2 separate regions of the Sus scrofa genome follow, and region 2 is linked to region 1. A link is a contact called in public Hi-C data. All regions are on one chromosome and are shown on one strand. Each heading gives the region's core, a stretch centred on a gene start, on an enhancer-like site or on the middle of the called end of the contact. The rest is flanking DNA. Distances are from core to core; before and after follow the strand shown.

What was found. Hi-C and Micro-C count contacts between places; a contact is called where the count stands out from the background.
Region 2: a contact with region 1 is called in a Hi-C map of heart right ventricle, with 3 times the contacts expected there. The contact joins the promoter of SMAP2 here to the promoter of NFYC in region 1. A contact is called at or near these places in 1 of 47 Hi-C or Micro-C datasets (heart right ventricle) and 1 of 2 datasets of contacts at active chromatin or transcription factors (alveolar macrophages).

Annotation. Positions count from the first base shown.
Region 1 is chr6:170,484,252-170,488,305 of Sscrofa11.1, reverse strand. It overlaps NFYC (nuclear transcription factor Y subunit gamma), which reads left to right and starts at 2,294. Exons shown (of 10, transcript XM_021096986.1): 1 at 2,294-2,511. It overlaps LOC110261254 (a long non-coding RNA gene), which reads right to left and starts at 1,799. Exons shown (of 2, transcript XR_002345276.1): 1 at 1,738-1,799.
Region 2 is chr6:170,761,558-170,765,611 of Sscrofa11.1, reverse strand. It overlaps SMAP2 (small ArfGAP2), which reads left to right and starts at 1,816. Exons shown (of 10, transcript NM_001128464.1): 1 at 1,816-2,338. The coding sequence starts at 2,236.

The DNA of each region.
Region 1 (4,054 bases), core at 1,045-3,544:
TCAGAAGTGGCTCAAGCTACTTCTACTCACATTTCATGGACCAAAACAAAGCCAGGCTTGATGACATTAGGGTGAGAAATATAATCTCCTAGGGGCAGACCTGACGGGGAAGGTTTTAGCAAAGGAGAGGCAGAGAACATTGATAACCATAGTCTACCGCAAAGGACTCACGTTCAGCCTGTATTGGTGTGACGGTTACCAGTTACATACTGACTATCAAAATCCTGAACTATTTTCCTACCGGCTGGGAAATGGCTGCTGTTCCAAGCCTTCGGACAAACCCCTCCCCCGGGATTTGCTCCTCACAGCCTGGCGACCGAAGGGTTAACCTCTAGCGGGGAAGACCCTTCCTGACTTCCCCTGAGCAGACGGTGCTTGAGCACGACCCGTCGTCGTTACAGGCGTTTACTAGCACCCTTGGCTAACTTCTTTTAATGTGTACATTTTTATTAGTTTAATTCCGAGGGAAACCGACTGCAGCCTCTATATAGTGTCAACACTTCATTATAATGATCACTAATAATCCTAATTTGTGCTGCTTCCTACACATTTTTACTTTGCTTTTACAAGTATAATTGTGTTGCTTCTTGCACTTTTGTTTTTGCACAAGCATAGTACATGCCATAATTGCTCATTAAATATTTGTAGAGATTTACGTAGCATTTTTTCCATTCGCTAAGCTTTTCTATCTCAACATACTAGTCCTCTGTTTTTTTTTTTTTTTTTGGCTCTCTTTTTCTTCTTTCAATATACTTTTTTTTTTAATGGCCACACCTGTGGCATATGGAAGTTCCCAGGGGGGCTAGTGTTCCAATCAGAGCTACAGATGCCGGCCTACGCCACAGCCACGGCAATGCCAGATCTGAGCTGCATCTGTAATCTACATGACAGCTCACAGCAACACTGGATCCTTAACCCACTGAGCAAGGCCTGGGATCGAACCCACAGCCACATGGATACTAGTCGGATTCATTATTGGTGAGCCACAACGGGAACTCCAGCATGACTATTTCTTATTTTAAGTCTGTTTTTAACTTTTTATGCCATTTCTGTCTGAAAATATTACCACTAACTTCTTTACACTTTTGCAATTTATATATTCTCCCTTACATAATTGCATTCCATCTCCCCAGCACTCCCAGGAGGTAGGAATTAGATCGTTTTACAGATGAAGAAATCTGAGACTCAGGGAAGTCAGATGTCTTGTAACTAGTTAGGTTTTGTTCATTCACTCATCAAATATTGATTGAGTGCCTGGAGTGAGATTTGTTAGGGCTGCAGACAATGTTCCTGAATTCGAGTTAAGGGTTAATTCCGCTCTGCTCTACTTCTTTATCACCAGGGTCGTGAACTCAAAGGAAGGAAACAACATATTGATGTTATGGTTGAGGACCCTGCAGGGGTGGCTCCAAGTGGCTCCTCAGAGAGGCTCCAAGATCCTTCGTAAAATTCATGGTAACTACCAGCAGGGGCAGTCTCATTTCTCTCTGTGTTTGCTACCTGACAGGAACTGTCCGTAGATAATGCCATTCAAATATATTCGATGCATTTTTTTAAAGGTTTGGGAGCTATTCAAGTGGAGCTTTGATACTTGAGCTGCAGAGACTTGATCAAATTATTTAACCCTCTGCGCTTCAGTTCCATCACCTGTAAGAAAGAAATAATGCTAATGGAGTTCCTGTTGTGGTGCTGCGGCAACGAATCTGACTAGAAACCAGGAGGCTGTGGGTTCGATACCTGGTCTCGCTCAGGGGGTTAAGGATCCAGCGTTGCCGTGAGCTGTGGTGTAGGTCGCAGATGCCGCTTGGATCCCACGTTGCTGTGGCCGTGGTGTAGACCTGCAGCTGTAGCTCCAGTTAGACCCCCAGCCTGGGAAGCTCCACATGCCGCGTGTGCGGCCCCAAAAAGCAAAAAAAAAAGGAAATAATGATAACGCCTTTGGACTAAGTTGTTGTGTCGATTTAGAGAGCTAAATATGAAAAAGTTGTAATGCTCATTGCAGTTCAGTTTCCACCAGTTTTTGAAGAAGTTTTAAACTGCATTCGAGTGAGGAAAACAACGTCCCTGCTGAGGTAAGGCTACAAGCTGACCATTCTTGGGAAGCGCTGTTCTTTCTGGTGGAACACACCACTTCAGTTTTGGGGTTAGAACCCCCTTTCGCGGTGCAGGTAGCTAACTTCTTTAACGGCGCCCTAGTCTGGCATTCCCACGTCGCCCTCCATCCCTCAGCTCCTCTCTCTCAAATTAAAAAAAAAAAAAAAAAAAAAAAAAAAAAGACCTACAACAACTGCTTATTCCCTAAAATTCCTAAGTGTGCACACAGGACAGCTTCTCGGCGACGGCTCCTCCTAGGAGGTCGCAGCGCAAACGCCTCCGGACCGCCTCGAGGGGCGGGGCCAGAAGCCTCACGCCTCATCCCGCCTCACCGTGCCGCCGCCCTTCGCAATTCTCGCGAGACTTCAAGCAACTTAGCTTCTGCGTATTAAAGACACTGGGAGTCAAGGCGCCAAGGTGGGGGGAGGGGAAGGGGGGAGACGGGGCAAACGGCGTGGCCGCCATCTTGTTTGTGCCCCCGCTTCGCGCGCGCTCCGTTCTCCGTGACGCACGCGTCCCCCTCCCCTCCGCCGCGCCCAGGTCTCTGCATTGCCCGACGCCGCAAGGGCGCGGGGGCGGCTCCTGCTCCTCGCTGGACTCCTGAGGAGGCGTGTGAGTGTGCGGGAGCGTCCGCGGGAGGGAGCGGGAGCGGGGAGCGGCGGCGGCGGGGGGAGGGGTGGCGCTTCCCGCCTTCGGCGCGGCCCTCACTGCCCTCGCGCGGCCGCTGCTGCAGTTCGGTTCGGCCTGCCCGCCGCCATGTTGTGTCCTCGCCGGGCCCGCCGCTGTCGCCTCCGCTGCGCTCGTGGGGTCCGTGAGCTTGTCGGCCCGGCCCGCGGGCTTTCTCCCATTGGCGGAAGGCGACTGCGGGGGGGCTCGCTCGTGATTGGTCGGTGGCGGGGAGGCCGCGGACCTGGCACGTTATTGGTCGCGCTGGCTCCGGCCTAGGGGGTGAGGAAGGGATCGGAGGCTGTAGGGATGCGCGCGTCTTGGGCTCGGGCTGCAGGACGGTGACCTCCTACGGCGCAGGCGTGGGGAGGAGGTTGGGAGCGAGCCGTAAAGGCCTTCAGGGGGCAGAGAGGGTGGTGGTCTGGCAGTCACTTCGGGGGTAGCCTGTGTTCCTGTGCATGGCCGGGAATGGGAGGCACTCCAAATTCCAGAGGTATCCTCCGTGGAACATGCATGGTCCGGGATAGGGGCGTGCAAGCTGCAAGGGTGCCAGGCTTGGAAACGCTTAAACCCTAGTTACAGCTTGAGGGAATCACCGAGATGCAGGGATGCTAGACTTAGATGCAGGAGTGTAACACAGGTAGTGAGTGACCCTGATGTCGGTGGATGTCAGGTCTGAGGCCATGGAGGAGAGGGCATCAGGGCCTTAGCGACATATCCGAACAGTAGGATCAGATCAGGAATTTTGCTGGCGTGCCAGTGTTGGAACATTGAGGTTTTCGGTGGAGCCCTCGAGTCCATCCACAGTTACCAGACCTGGGATGTGAGGAGGAAAATAAACAGACCCAGGCTAAGAGAGGGATTCTGTTGGATAGGAAAGCATGGTTGAATGCGGAACATAGGAGGCACAGCATTAAATAGTAACAAATCTATAGGAGTGAAACGGTAGAAGCATTTTTGGAAACATTGTCACATTTGAGAATTATATTAGTGTAATTATAAATTATCAGGTCTCAGGACCATACAACTAGTTTTGAAATGTTCTATATGAAGTTTTACTGCTCTAGGAAAGATAGAGGTCAGGGCTGAGTTCCCAGATTTCCAAAGCTATTCTTTCTAGCAAATATCAGCTATTTGACAGTTATTTGTTTGAAAGTATATTGTTAGGTTCCTCTTCAGTGGAAGAGAGCTTGACAGAGCCTGGATCTTGGCTCATTTATTTCCTTTTATGTGTGCCTAAAAAAAAACACCCACCCTCATAGGCACTTTAAGAAAAAAAATTGTTTTAAATAAG
Region 2 (4,054 bases), core at 567-3,066, 280 kb before region 1:
TCTAGGTTAAAAATCCAAGCTCTTCTACTCACCAGATGAAAGAGGTTATTATTCTAAGTCTCTGTTTGCTCATTTGTAAAATAGATGTTAAAGTAAGAGAAGTTAAGTAAGTAAGAAAAATTATTACAAATGGGATATAGATTGAGAAAACTGGCCTAGGATGAAGGCAGAATTCTTTCTAGAGAAAGAACTGAGCCTTTGTTTACAAAAAATACCTTAATGAACTTAATGTGTTTAAGAAAGTCAGATCTCCTTGATGTGGCTGAGAAGGGAAGAGATTTAGACAGAGAATCCAATTGTTTTGATTAGTAAAGTAACAGAAAATTTTAGTTTTTCTCTGATGAAAGTTTTGAGGGCATCCTGTTGTTGGGAGGAAGTAAAAAGATGAGAGTTGTCACTAGAGATGAGAGCCCTGAGCATCTGGTCCTACCAGCTTCCCTGATCCATTCTTCCCCCAGCACCCAGAGTGGATTTTTTTCTCCCCAGCTGTGCCTGTGGCTTGTGGAAGCTCTCAGGACAGGGATCGAACCTTCGCCACAGCAGTGACAATGCTGGGTCCTTAATCTCTAGGCCACCAAGGGAACTCCCGAAGTGACCTTTCAAAACCTCTAACTGAATCACGTTGTTCCCTCTCCCCTAGTACATTACCAGCTACCTAGAAGTTTCTCAGGGAGTTCCCAGCCTGGCTCAGGAGAAACAAATCTGACTAGTGTCCATAAGGAGGTGGGTTCGACCCCTGGCCTCACTCAGTGGGTTAAGGATCCAGCATTGCTGTGAGCTGTGGTGCGGGTCGCAGATGCAGCTTCTCTCTGGCTTTGCTGTGGCTGTGGTGTAGGCCGGTGGCTACAGCTCCGATTTGACCCCTAGCCTGGGAAGCTCTATATGCTGTGGGTGCAGCCCTAAAAAGACACACACATGCACACACAGAAAGTTTCTCAGTGACAATCTGCTAAGTGAATGAGTGAATGAGAACATTTGCTAGAGGGCTGGAGGATCCCTAAAGAAAAGGACAGCCATGGAAAAATTCTGTACTTACTAACACTACCTAGTAAGGGTGGCTTTGGACAATGAGGTTGAATGATCATTTCAAAGTGTTTACTTATTCCGTGTTTTACTGTCATCACCCCTCCTCTCCACCCCGCCTCCCCAAATAACCTTCAGCAAAGGTCTGCTGCACAAAACTGCACTATTTGGGGAGGATTTAGGAATGAAACCAGAAAATGTCTAGGCGACGTGCGAAACGATGTCTAAAGATGTTGGTCATCACAAGAGGAGCGCTAATGAACCGGGGGACCCAGAATTCAAAAGGAGCAGGCATTCCAAGTGAGAGGGGACCAGAATCCTCTGAACATTTGGGGTGGTTGTCATGTCGCTTACCCTGGGTTAGAACCTTGGGCCCTTCTTTTTGGCTGTTGAAGTAAAGAATTACCTGGGGGACTTTGGAGTATTTCACATCTCCCAGGTTACGTAAGGACGGCAAATATTTAACTCGTAGAGAGTTTTTGAGGATTATATTGGGATAATTCATATAAAGCGCTTAGCACAGCGCCTGGCACATAGTAAGAGCTCAGCAAACGTTAATTGCTGTTTTCCTCACTTTCTTCCAATCCCTCCACTCCCTTTCCGCCGGCTCCATTCATTCTTTTCCAAGGACATGCAAGGGGCGTGGCCATTCCTCCCTCCGCCCAACCCAAGCCCCGCCCCTCCCTTCTGCCCGGATTGGTTCCTGAGAGGCGGAGAGGAGGGAAGCGCCCAGTCCGAAGCGGTGGGGGCGGGGCGCATGCGCGGGCTGAGCCGGGTGGAGGAGGAGAGGAAGAGCTGCCGGAAGTAGGCGGCGGAGGTGGTGCCCGAGCAGGCGGCAGCTGCCAGGGAAACCGAGGCGCTGGACTCTGCCCGCGGACAGGCAGGCCGGGGGGTAGTCTCTGCGCCCGGCACTCAGGAAACCCGAGAGCCCCCCTTGCCTGGCGTGAGGGTTCCTGTCTGGTCCCGCAGCCCGGTCGGGACCCGAGCCTTTCCCTAAGCCCGCCAGGGGGCGCCGCCTTGAGGGGCTGCAGAGCGGGGGTCGGGCGCGGCTGAGGGGAGAAGGGGCGCCAGGCCGGGCCAGGGGAGAGGGCTCTCCCCCGCTCAGGAGGTGCCCCTGGGCGGGGACCGGGAGTCCTCACCTCCGGACTGAGGCAAGGGTTTCTGGGGGGCTCGGAGGGCGCGTCGCCCTCTGCCCCCGCCGGCACCCTGGCCATGACGGGCAAATCGGTGAAGGACGTGGATCGGTATCAGGCGGTTCTGGCCAACCTGCTGCTGGAGGAGGATAACAAGTTTTGTGCGGACTGCCAGTCTAAAGGTAGAGCATCCCTCCCGGCGGGCGAGGGGTCCAGCCTCCGGGCGGAACCGGGGAGGCGGACTGGGTGGGAAGAGGTCTCTGGAGCTTAGGTGGCCCCGATCCTCTAAATGGTAACGCGTGCTAGCCTTGCTGAAGAGGCTTCTAGGTGTTCTGCAGCGCAGGCATTGGTGTGGGGAGAGGTTGCGAGGGCGACTGTGGGGGGCGGTGATGGTGGGGGTGGAAGTGGCGTGGTGTGTGCAGGTGAGAATGTCTGTATTTCAGGGCTGTGAGTGAGTTCTGGGCCGACTGTCAGTCCAGAGGCAGCCGGGAGTTCACAGCCTTCTGCTTGCAAAGCTGGGGATGAACTGCAGTGAGTGGTGTGTGCGGTGTGTGTGTGTGTGTGTGTGTGCGAGAGAGAGCGCGAGAGAGAGGGGAGGAAGGGGGAGGAGGGAAGGGAGATGACGGTGAGAAAAACTGCTTAAATGATTTTAAGGAGGTGAGGGTTGCTGACTGCTATTTGGTTAGCAGCTCCTTCCGTCAGTTTACAGCCTTGCTGAGATCTGACAGTGCTTAGGTGGCTTTCCTCTTTCTGGATGTGTGGAGGGGAAACTGCCTTGTGCAGTGACACAGTGCGGATTTCTAGACAGCCTAGCCCTGGCTTGTGCAGTGTGTTGGAGGCCTGATGTGCGTGTGGTGGCAGAAACTAGCAGATTGTGGCTGTAGTGCAGGATCGGTTTAATCAGTGCTGAGAAGGAAGCAAAGCATGCTTCGAATTTGTTGCTTCCAGGGCAGCCACCCTTCTAAGGGGAAATGTGATCATTGTAGATTGTCAGAGCCATTTAGTCTTTGTTTTCTGTGCCCTCAAAGATTCAGGATTTGATACAATTACAAATCAGTATGCTAGGAAAGCTTGGTTATTCGTGAAATGTTTACACTCAATTTATAGACGATAAATATTTTGTTTCCTCATTTTCTTTCCGAATTCTTTGGAATATAATTGGAGTTGGGAAGATTCTTTTCCTTTTGGTTTGAGTAGAAAGGGATGCATTTTGGGAGCTATATTAATTTACTTTTGTTTGTAATGCAGTGGATTTGCCTGGGTTGTTTGCCATGTAGCATGTTGGACATATAGTGCAGAACAAAGATTCAGATGTATTTGTATTTATCAACATTGAGAAAGGAAGTACATGCTTAATTGATGCTTTCACTTAATTACCTTTCATTTTAGAGAAATAGGTTATGTAAGGAGATCGGGGAGAGAGACATTGATCAGGACGCTTTATAGTATATTTTAGTGCCCTTTCCCCATAGACAAATGGCATGTGCCATTAGGAAAGCAGGTCCCCAGACTTCTTTCCTAAATTCATTGGCAAGAATTCATTTTTAAAAGAGTTTTGGAATCAGTTTATGTTAAGTAGGTTCATTTTGTCTCTCGTGGACTCTTGTGAGATCTTGTGCTAGATCTAGTGAAAGATTTGGTTTAAAATTTAGGAGTATATCTCTTGGCTTTACTCAAATTCCCTTGTGTCCTCAGTTGACAGATCTTGAGTCACAGTGAAACAACCCACTGGAGAGAGCATTGCTACATTAGGGGAGTCAGATGCCATTTTGATGCTTTGTGCCACTGCAGCCCCGTTTTGCATACCACTCTTATCTTACTCATATTCCAATAAAACATAGCACATGGGAGAGAGGTTGATTCATCAGTTCTTCCTCCAAATTTTCCATTGCTCTTTA